2 separate regions of the Gossypium arboreum genome follow, and region 2 is linked to region 1. The links are chromatin contacts, called in public Hi-C maps. All regions are on one chromosome and are shown on one strand. The core of a region is the stretch at or near the end of the contact, and the rest is flanking DNA. Distances in the headings are between cores, read along the strand shown.

Region 1 (5,803 bases), core at 1,416-3,915:
ATTTGCTTTCAAGATACAACAAAACCCTTAATATTCCAAGCAAAACAATAAAAATGACTAATAGAAAAGTCTTTTACAGAATAAAATACCTTATCCTAAAATATATCTTTTAATGATACATATTTCAGAGGATTGTGTTGTTTTACAATTTTACACAAAGTTGTCTCTACAAGATAACTTTTCATATATTTTTAACATAACTATTTGATCAATAATTATAATTTATTAAACTTTTCTAGACAATAAAATATTATTCCCTACTACCAATCCTTGTAAGAAAAAGATCAATTAAAAAAAAGCTCTCTCAAAACAGAGAATTTAAAAATAAAAAAAAAATCATTTTTATTGTCAACTTCTTGATCTAATGACAAAAATATTATGCTCTAGACATAAAAGTTTGGATTCAATTTCAAGCAACGTTATAATTATGGATTTCAAGTTTTATTTTTTTAGGCTTTCTCATTTTGCCACCGGTAATAACGACCCATCACCATTATTCTCCTGCTAGAAACTCTACAAAGATGAACAAAAATCCAACCATATAATTCGAAGTGTCAATTTTGTCCTTGTTTTTATTTGGTACCAACTAGAAAGGAAAGGAAAATAATCAAAGCAAACAAAATTCTCTTCGGTTTTCATCTCTTCAGCTCTCTTTAAGAAAGGGAGCGGATTAGCCATTAAGAATCATAATCATGTATCCCATTTCTTATTTGAACGTAAAGAGGTAGCTAGGCTCACTCTCAAAACAGTCCATTGATTCAAACCTCTCACCCACTATCATCAACAGTGTTGGACCTGAGAGAGGTGGCCCGTGTGGTTCTTCTCATAATCATTAGTTTTTCTTCTCTTGAACATGTCTCCTTCTGAACTTGAAAATTGCTGAGAAACCATATCTTCGGCCTGGTTGGACCTCCAACCCATATCGATTATCGAATTGTAGCAGTTTAACATGTTTTCCTGCACCCAAATTATCAGGTTTTTTATTATAGTTCAATCTTCTAATTTAAAATCTTTGTTGGTAGGTTTAAATTTTGTACCAACTAAGATAATGGGATGGGGTTTACCTTATTTACGTATGGACAGTAGGAAATTGCTTTTCTAAAACTGGGGAATTGCGAGGGAAAGAGTTCATGGGAAGCACAGACAAGTGCAGTTGCAGCAATTATTGATGGCTTGAACTCTAAAAGCTTTATATCTGTTATAAAATCAAAATTTATGGGAAATTTGAAGTACAGTAGTAGAGGTAAATGCATTTCACTGAAGTAGACCTACCATTTTGGGCTTCCATAATTATTTCAACAGCTCGAGCTTTGAGGACGTCCATTAATGGAGGATCTTTGAGCTTGAACAATGAAATAAAAAAGGATATGAACGAAAAAGGAGTAATCGAACGCATTCTCCATTTTAATGCTCCCAATATTACGTATTCCATTCGCTCTATTGTTTGTGCCTCAAACATGAAACCTCCATCGCCCTGCATATTATATTCCACACACACACAAAAAAAGGTTAATTTGATCATAAAAACAATTTATACATCTTGATAAACATGATATAATATATAATTTTACCTGAAAATGGGTAAGTTCAAACTCTAATTTGTTCATCTTGGCAGCTAAAGAGACACAAGAGATTGCAACAAGTCTAAGAACCCATGTATTAGGTTGCTGCAATATCACATCTTTTGTCAGTTATGGAGAAAAAGTAGCATAATGGTACAGCATTAGTACTTAAATTGTATTTTGAAAAGGGAAAAATTAATTATTGTATCTTAGTGAAAAATAAATTGATTCTTTCTATTAAAAATTGACATGTTTGATAAAATAACTAAATAATAATATAGGATCGATATGCTGTGTTTATCTCATATGAGTATACAAAACTAATTTTTATTAATAGAAATAGATAAATTTTAGGAGAATTTGAGTAGAAGTGAGGGATACAATCCAAATATATTCTCACAGTTTTTTTTACCCCGTTTTGGAGTACTATATCAAATTATCAATTGCAGAAATGTTGGTAACTAAATGGATATAAGGTTTCCTTACCGGTAACCCTTGGCTTGATAAGAAGCGGTCGAGATAATTGACAGCAAGATACGACAAAAAAGGACTGAATTTGCATGAAAACTGAAATCAAAAAACACAACCAAATTCAGCATGTATATGCATAAGCATGAACGCCATTAATAAGTTACGTTCCTTGGTACCATACCTGCGAGATTGAACAGATAGCTTCTCGTCTAATACTAGTAGCAAGATCACTAGCTTTGAGGGTCTTAATGTAAGTCTCAGTGGGCATATGATCAGATTCAACAAGGAAGAAGGAAGGGATAAAAGAGGGAACAGTACTAGAAACATGGAAGTCGTCGAAGTTTGTTAATGGGTTTTCAAGATCGAACTCCATCAAATTGATTTTAGAAAAAAGCTCAGTGGCGTTGAAGAGTGAGCACCGCTATATCTATGCACATCGTTTAAATGACAAGATGCAGTGATGATAAACAACAAGCATGGAGAGAGAGGCACACACACAGTTTTACCAGTTTTTTCTTTTGTTCCTTTCTCAAAAGATGGTATCTGAATACTTTGGAAATCCTCAACTTTGCTGATGTACGCTTATCTCTCTTACTTTAAAAGGGAAGTGATCAGATAAGATTATTTGGTGAATGCCCAAATTCGACATTCACTCATTCTCTTAACTTTTATAGGCTTTTGACCTTCACCAAATCATGATAATATATTATATAGATTTTACCTTTGTTAAATATTACATCTTTTTATATTAATTAAATTGTTGAGGTATTTTTTTTAGAGGAGTCTTCGAAGTATCATCTTCGAGAATGTTGATCTAATCCCTCAATAATGAAAAGTATTGTCTAACAGGAGAATTTTGTCTCCCACTCCACGAAAATCGTGTACTATTATAGAGGGGAACGCTCCAACCCTATGTGGATGTACGACCATCCACCAAGAGGCAACATGAACATCTCGACCTTGGTGAGATTTAAACCCCTTACCTATTCTATACATGTCAATTATGGAGTATATGATGCTACTTTGAGTAGGTCGGCTCCTTTAAAAAAAAAGTCTTCAAAGTGTTAATTAAAATTTGGATTTACAAATTGAATACTACCTTAAACACTGAATCTCCTGTCTCAGTGGAGGTGAATCAGAGAGAGAGTGGGCCTTTTACTTAGTATAACTTTGTTTATCTGCATATAGGTAAAGTAGTAAATGTCCAAATGTTTTTAAACAAGGCTAATTGCACATCATGTTTTCCCTTTACAATTTACTATACATGCAGTTCATTTCATTGTCAACATGGAAAGAACCCTACCTGTCCAGGTATATTCTTCTTAAAATTAAATATTGCTGCAACTGCTGCAATTACCTCTATTAAAGTCTGTAAACTACTTAGGTAAAGGTTTAAAAAAAGCAAAAGGAAAAGGGAAAAATATCTTTCAGCTATGCATCTATATAATGGAACTGCTGAAATCAAAAAGCGAAAACGAAATGTGATTTCATTGTTATCATGGTTAGAGATAAGTAAAACTCGATTCTATTAAAAAAATTGATTTTTTTTAATTTTGAGTTAATCGAATCGAGTTATTCAATTTTTTCGAGTAAATTTAAATTAGTAATTCGAGTTTCGATTTCTAATTGAGTTAAATTTTACAATTCCAATAACTAGAATAATTTGAATAACTCAAATAACATATTGGAATAAATACACATTCAATCCTTGTCAATTTTAAAATGAGCAAATCTATCTCTCTCATCAAAATTTATAAAACAAATTTAAAATAATTTTAAAATTCAAAATACTTATAAAATTTTCAAATTTTATATATTTTAAAAATATATAAAAATTTTAAATATATATTAAAAATTCCAAAATATTCTCAAGAATATATAAAAAGTTAAAATATTAAAAATATAAAATAATAATTTTGGGACCTAAATAAGTAAATTAATTATTCAAGTTTTTCATACTAAAGTATCCTATTTTTGCTCTTATTTTACTTTGAAAGAGTTTTCAAATATATATGGTCTCAAATTTATATGCTTTAACATGAAATTAATTATATTATAATAAGATTTTAATTTGACATGCTTAATTTTTAATATAACTCGAACAATTTTACTCGATTCGACTTGGCTCGAATTTCATTTTACTCAACTCGATTCAAAAAAATCAAATTAGATTAGGATGATAAAATGAGACTTGACAACTTAATTAACTCGAAATTTTTTCACTCAATTCAACTTGACTCAATTTAATTGAATGCTCACCCCTAATCATGTCATGCAGGATTTGGACTAAGAAACATAAGTTTGCCTTTTGAACATATTCAGTAACTAATTTAACAAATTTTATATTACTAATACAATTATTTAATTTTTTACGTGACTTGATCAAACAGTTACAGTCTCATTTCTTTCTTTTAATCACAACCATTGATGTTTCACCACCCACCATTCCTACATATTATTAATACAAATGTAGCTCCATACATTACCACTAAATAACTCCTTTTGGTAATCTACCATGGGAGCAACCTTTAATTATCAGGACACATGTGGAAAACATTGGGTTAATTTCATGTCTTCTGTGTTGAACATTTAGTGCAAAAAATTAAAAAGAAAATTATGGATAGGAGAACTCCAAAGTCTATTTGAAAAGGTTCTTTAACTTATAATTGATTTTTTTATAACATAACTTAATATTGTTTGATATGCTAAATTACATCTTAGTAGAGAAACCAAAAAATGAAATAAGGTATGGAAATTTAAAGTGAGATAGGGCTCCACCAAGACACTCAAAATGCACCTACTTTTTTATAATTATATACCAATCCCTTTAACTAGTTTGACCCATGCCTTGAGTGCTTGAAACCCACATGGCACCATTCTCTTTTTATGTACTTTTTGTTTTTTATTCTTAATGACCAACACTGTTGAGCAGATTTATTGATATATTGCCTGCAGTTTAGTCAAAACTGCAAAAGTAGCAACACCAGAGCAAACATGAAATATCTCAGTTGTTCTTATAAAATTTGTCAACTTATTAAATTAGGAGAAAGGATTATATGAAACAATGATATCATATTATCTGTATTTTTTTTAATAGTTTTATGTCACATCAATATTTTTATCCTGAATTTTAGTATTTTAATTTGGATTTGATTTTTTTCAAGATAAAATTCTGAATTCAGGATAAGAGTACTGATGTGGCATAAAACTATTGGAAAAGGATACAGATGAAGTGGTGTCACTGTTTTATACAATCCTTTCCCATTAGATTAAAAATCTATACAACAATGCCAAAATCTCTAATTTACTATGAAAAGGGTGGTAAATACTTTTCTATTTTTTCGTATATTTTATAATATTTGACATTAATTAGAATAAAGTGTTTTAACTTATAAGTATCCTTATTTTTATTTCTTATTGCTTTATAATCATTTTATATTACCATTATTGACGTTTAATTTTACACTTATATTTTTTATATTTAAATCTAAGCCTTTATTTCAAAGTATGATCACAAACCAACACTTATAGATATCGAGTTATATTCTTCATAAGATACAAATCAAATCACTTGTCTATGCATTTAAATATGGTACCAAAAAACTCATCCTTAAATATGAATGATCCCTATAATGGTATCCGAAGCAGCTATCTTTTGTTAACATATTGAATGCGCAAATTAAAAGCTTATACCAACTTTTAAAACTGCAGCTAGCAAGAAATAATTACTGTGTTGCATCTTTCTGCTAATATACTCTCCTTTTTTATTT
Region 2 (5,573 bases), core at 980-3,479, 400 kb before region 1:
CGTGTGCCATAGCCGTGTCCCAAAGTCAGTATTGAACACGGACAAGCAGCATGGGCGTGTGCCATGGCCGTGTTTAAAAGTCAGTGTTTCCCACGGGCTAAGGGCATGGACGTGCCCCAAGTCATACAAGCGTGTGAGTCCACACGGTCCACCTACATGAGCGTGTGACAATCCAAAGCTAGAAATTTATTAAGTTGTCCAAAGTTTACCAAATGTTTTCGATTTTGTCCCGAACTGCCTTAATGTAGGTTATAGGCCTCAATGGCCTGTATAATGGACGATATGTGTATGTTCTAGAAGTTTTAATTTTGGGCGAAATTTGGTGACCCGATTTTGTATGTTTATGAATGTTTAAAGTCTGGTAATGCCTCGAGCCCTGTCCCGGTATTGGATACTGGTGAGGGGTGTTACACAAATAGCAGAAAACCTTATGTATCATGAGAGGACTAAGGACATAGAAATTGACTATCATTTTATAAGAGAAAAGATACAAGAATGGCTTATAGCTACTGAACATGTGTCAACAGCAGATCAACTGGCAGATATTATGACGAAAGCTTTGAGGTCACAACAGCATTGTCATCTGACTTCCAAGTTGGGGTTAAAAAATATTTTTACACCTCCAACTTGAGGGGGAGTGTAGAAAGAGTTATAGGCTGTTGAAGCAGTTAGAAAAGTTAGGTTTTCTGTTATGAATTAATTGAGCCGGAGTTGTGTAAATATTTAATAGTTGTAACCTTATGATTTACGAGAATACAGATACATTCTTTATACTTTTGAAAAATTTGAATTATAATTTTTAAGAGAGCTAAAATATAATTTTATCTTTATATTAACATAAAATCTTACAATTTCTCAAAGGTTTAAATTATAACCTTTTCATACTTAGAGGGTCAAGATTGAATTTTTATATTTAGTATGTCAAAATACAATTTTATTATTAGATTAACTTAAAGTTTAACCAATTTTAGAAGAACTAAATGAATAATTTTCTATTTTGAGAAAGAAAGCCCATTCCTATTCCCCTAACTCACCACTTTGAGTAATTCTAATTCTAATTATATTTTCTATAATTACAATTGTACCTAACGTCTTAATGCCCGTGATAAATGATAAATTAAAAAATCAAATAAAATATTCCAAAAATCTTACCACACATTTAAAATACAATTATATATTTAAAAATAAGATGCAATAAAGTCTAAAACTAATTAATCATAGTAACATAAAGAATATGTACGATATTAAAATAAAAAACTCAAATATCTTCAAATAATATAATTTACTTTAATTATGGAAGGATATTTCCATAATTTCTTAATCGAGTTGGTATTGACATCAATTCAATCGAAGTTTTATTAATAGTATAGATATAAAACTAAAGGAGGTAATAAAATATGGACAATAAAAATAAAATGTAGGGAAATATTAAAATAAAGTTTTAGTTAAGTGGTAAATTAAATATTTTATTAATATATTTGATGTGGGGTTTAATTCTTCTTATTTATGCATATTTTTATTGATTATTTAGAAAGTGAAAAGATTAATATACCTTCTAATAATATTATGAAAGACATCCTCGTAATTTTTAATTGAATTAGTGCCTAATTATCTTGTAACTTTCACTCCAATGTTTAAATAGTGGCATTGATTAAAAATATAAATTAACTTGGATTTTAAGGATATCTTTGTCAACCCCATGCACGGGTCTAGATACTGGCAGCGAGAAACAGGGAACAAGAGACAAGTAAAGCCAGCAAATCAAAAAAATCATTATATTACTGTAGCTTTGAACGTCTCGTTCGGTCTGACCTCTTACACCATTTTTTTAGTACATTTCTAAATTCTCTTGATCACGCCTCTAAGTATATTCTAATAAAATATAGGATATTGCACAATATTTCTTATCACAAAAGTCAAAACGATACTTGTGATTATCATAATTGGAGGAAAAACAAAATGTTTGATTCGCCATTTTCCTGATTTGATTCAATTATTTATAATGCTTGATTGCTTGAACTAAAATTGGGAATAAATGTTTGGGGTGATTGTGATTCATAATCTATCATATTTATATTCTTTTGATTCTTGCCTTTTCAGAAATGTGGAATCTATAGATACTATCTTCTTCTGTACCATTATCATTTAATTTCCCATCTACATGTGGGTCATATAAGTAGATATTCCCTTTTTTTCCCGTTCTCTCTTTGTTCAAGACTTTTGCCCATTTTTTTTCCTTATTTATTGGTGTAGTTTTGGGTGATTCTGGGAAAGGACTAAGGGTTGCTTTCATAGCACTAGACATGGATTACTGTTACAATTGACATCTTCATTTCTGGTCCTCCTTTTTACTCTTTTCTTGGTTCATTCTTGTTTTTGGATTATTTGAATTCGGGATGGAGGATCCTATTCCATTGCTGATACCCCGGTATATGCCGACAAGGATGCTTGAGGACAAACCAAGAGTCTGGTTAGGTAGCATCAAATGGAATCCTAATTTTTATCATTGCTAGACTTTTTATGTTTTCTTTAATAATTTGTCCATTGTTGTTGTATTGCCATAGTTTCTGCTGTTGAATCCATGGAGATGAACATTTCTGTCTCAGGGGCAGGGAACTGTAATCTATTACAAAAAACCAAGGACTCCATTGATGAGCTCAGTTTTTGGACATGGTCTGATCTTTTGGTTGCTTTGAAGCATTACCAAGATTCACCGCGGACTGCTACCTCTTCTGGTATACTTGAGAAATGCTTGGATTCACTTGTTGGGAGGCTTGCCATGGCTAGTGAAGTAACCCCTTGTGCATCTACTTCTTCTCCAGATAGCTCAGGGCTTCGGATTTCGTTCAATACTAGGAGTACCCAGAGCTCGAAAAACGGCCTATTTCGAGCAACTTGGTGGTTCGAAGACCTTTCGGCATTGAATCCCAATTTGATTGAAATGCTGGTGAAATCTATGGTGTCTCGGGGGTACAATCATGTTATCGTCAGTGGTTTCCTCTTTTATTACCAGAAGTCGAAGTTTTATACGGCCTCATCGGATGAGAAACGTGAAGTTCTAGAAATTGTGATCGATATGCTTTACACTCTTGATCCGAGTTCTATTTCGTGCAAGAGTTTGTTTGGCGTTCTTCGTCCGGTGCTGCGTTCCAACATAAGCAAAAGTTGCAGGAACAAGTTGGAGAGTATGATAGGTTCTCAACTAGATCAAGCAACAATAGACAATCTCCTAATTCCATCATATGGGAGAAGTTATCTGTATGATGTAAACCTTGTTCTTAGGTTCCTCAAGGCATTTTTACGTGATGGAGGCTCGGAATTATCTCCGATACGAATGAAAAAGGTAGCTAGCTTGATAGATCTCTATATAACAGAAGTAGCTCCGGATCGTTGCCTAAAATCATCCAAGTTTTCAGCTTTGGTAATGGTCCTGCCGGATTCTTCCAGGGACTCATGGGATGAATTGTACCATGCCATGGACATTTATTTGGAGGTAGACTTTGATATCATTTATAAAAGGTTCCTTATATATGTTCTCTTTTTTTTTTGTTCATTTGGATTAAATATGCTTTCAGTAGGTTCATACAGGGTTGTCTGAAGTAGAAAAAATGGAGATATGTGGTGGATTGAACTATAAGAAGCTCTCTAGTGAGGCCTGCATGCACCTTTCTCAAAACACAAAATTCCCATCAACAAGCGCAGTGCAAGCTCTTATTTCACAGCAATGGAAGCTTAAGAACTTGCTTGAGGGCATGCACAATGCCAAGCATTATACGGATTTCACCGCAAAGGAAGATAGGGGCAGGGAACAAGTTGTAGTTTACAATGAAAAGCTCAGAGCACAATTACAAGGGATGCAATGGAGGGTGATGGAATTGGAGAAAGTGTGTAAGAAAATGCAGACCCAAATGGCCAAAATCATGAAAGCCAAAGTATTAACCCATAGTAATGCAAGACCCCTGCCTAGACTCTGTTCATGAAAGCGAAATTTTTGCATATACCACTTTGTGTCTTTTAATTATTTCACTTGTGTATGTATAGCATTGAGGTGTGTGTGATAAGAGTTTTCCTTTATTTTTTCTCCAAGGTTGAGTCGTTTTCAACAGTCGGTCTCAGTCTGAGGCAAATGGGTGCGCGGCAGTTGGCAGTATATATTCTTTAGCCAACACCCAATAATGGATTAGTTCATAGTTGCTTTGGTGGGGTTACCTATTTGATGTTACAACTCAAATATACTTCAGTAAATCCTCTCAAATTTTGAATTTATAGATGCTTCTATGTTTATGTAACCATTCTTGGCAATTTGAAGATAAAAGATAAGGTCATTTGAAACTTGATTTTTCTGCATCATGTAATTTATATTTATTACATGACATTTTTCCTTGTGTTTTATGATTTTGAATGATTAATTATTTATTTCTGAGTTATATTTAGATTTTTAATGGAATAGGTGAATGAATTAGACCAAAAGGAATTTGAAGATGAATTTTGATAATATTTTGTGATTTGGACCTGTTTAAAGATTTCAATTTGACCCACTTTACTGTTATTGATCATAGGTTAGCCTAATAAACTTTGACTTGAGTCTATATTAGACTTGTCTATGGGTCGAGTCACTTGAAAGTTTAAGTCTGCTCGAAATGTAAAATGATTTGGGCAAAATTATAGGTTTGAAAAATAGGCATAGACAAAAAAAATAAGACCTGTTTTCTAAAAAATCCGAGCCTTGGGTAAGCTTTTTTTTGCCCGGCCCTGAGCCCAACCCGAATTTGCAAAAAAAAAAAAATACTGCTACTATTTTTTACTTTTTTTTCATTGTTTTGCTATAATTTCACTATTATATTGTTATTATTGTTTGTATATTATATAACTCTTATTTTATTATTAATTTTGCTATTATTTTAGAAGTATTTGCTTGTTAAATTGCACTTATCATAGTGTTATTTAAGTATATATATATATTTTAAAAAAATTCATTTGTTGAGAAACATTTATTTTAATATTTTTAGTGTATTTGATTTATTATATTTTTAAAATTTATTTTATATAAAAATTTTAATATGAATGAATCGGACCAGACTTGAGTTTTAATATTTTTATTCGGACTAGTATTAAATAAAATTTTAGGACATTTTTTAAATCAAACCTAAATTCTTTACTTAATTCAGTTCAAACGTAAACATGATCCTACTATAAATAACTCTAACCTATACTATTGAAAAGCGTACTGAAAGATGTAGTCAGGTTGTTTCGATCCTCGTGGCTAAAAAACATTGAAAAGGTGCCCAAAAATAACCTTGATGTTAGCATTAGAAAATTGCCATGAGATTTTAAAAATTGTTTTGATTCATTGAGAGTGATTTCGTTTTTTCCATCTTTGTGCAAATGTTGACCTATAAATAATACACATTCTTACGATTGCGAGATACATTATTATTTTATTTTGTGTTTTCTTTTCAACATTAATTGTTTAATTTTTTTTTCCTATAGAGATTTCGAAATTTTGCTTTTTACGTTTATAAAATTTAATTGATTTTTGTTCCTTTTCTATTTTTTTGTATTTATTTTAATGA

What was found. Hi-C and Micro-C count contacts between places; a contact is called where the count stands out from the background.
Region 2: a contact with region 1 is called in a Hi-C map of leaf, with 2.2 times the contacts expected there. The contact joins the promoter of LOC108459813 here to the promoter of LOC108459642 in region 1. A contact is called at or near these places in 2 of 5 Hi-C or Micro-C datasets (both in leaf).

What each region holds. Positions count from the first base shown.
Region 1 is chr4:115,493,456-115,499,258 of ASM2569848v2, reverse strand. LOC108459642 (putative cyclin-D6-1) reads right to left here and starts at 2,665. Exons shown (of 6, transcript XM_017759043.2): 1 at 2,215-2,665; 2 at 2,049-2,129; 3 at 1,572-1,667; 4 at 1,273-1,474; 5 at 1,065-1,195; 6 at 523-957. The coding sequence starts at 2,406. The coding sequence ends at 781.
Region 2 is chr4:115,888,775-115,894,347 of ASM2569848v2, reverse strand. LOC108459813 (BTB/POZ domain-containing protein At3g22104-like) reads left to right here and starts at 2,229. Exons shown (of 3, transcript XM_017759212.2): 1 at 2,229-2,475; 2 at 2,565-3,493; 3 at 3,579-4,336. The coding sequence starts at 2,397. The coding sequence ends at 3,980.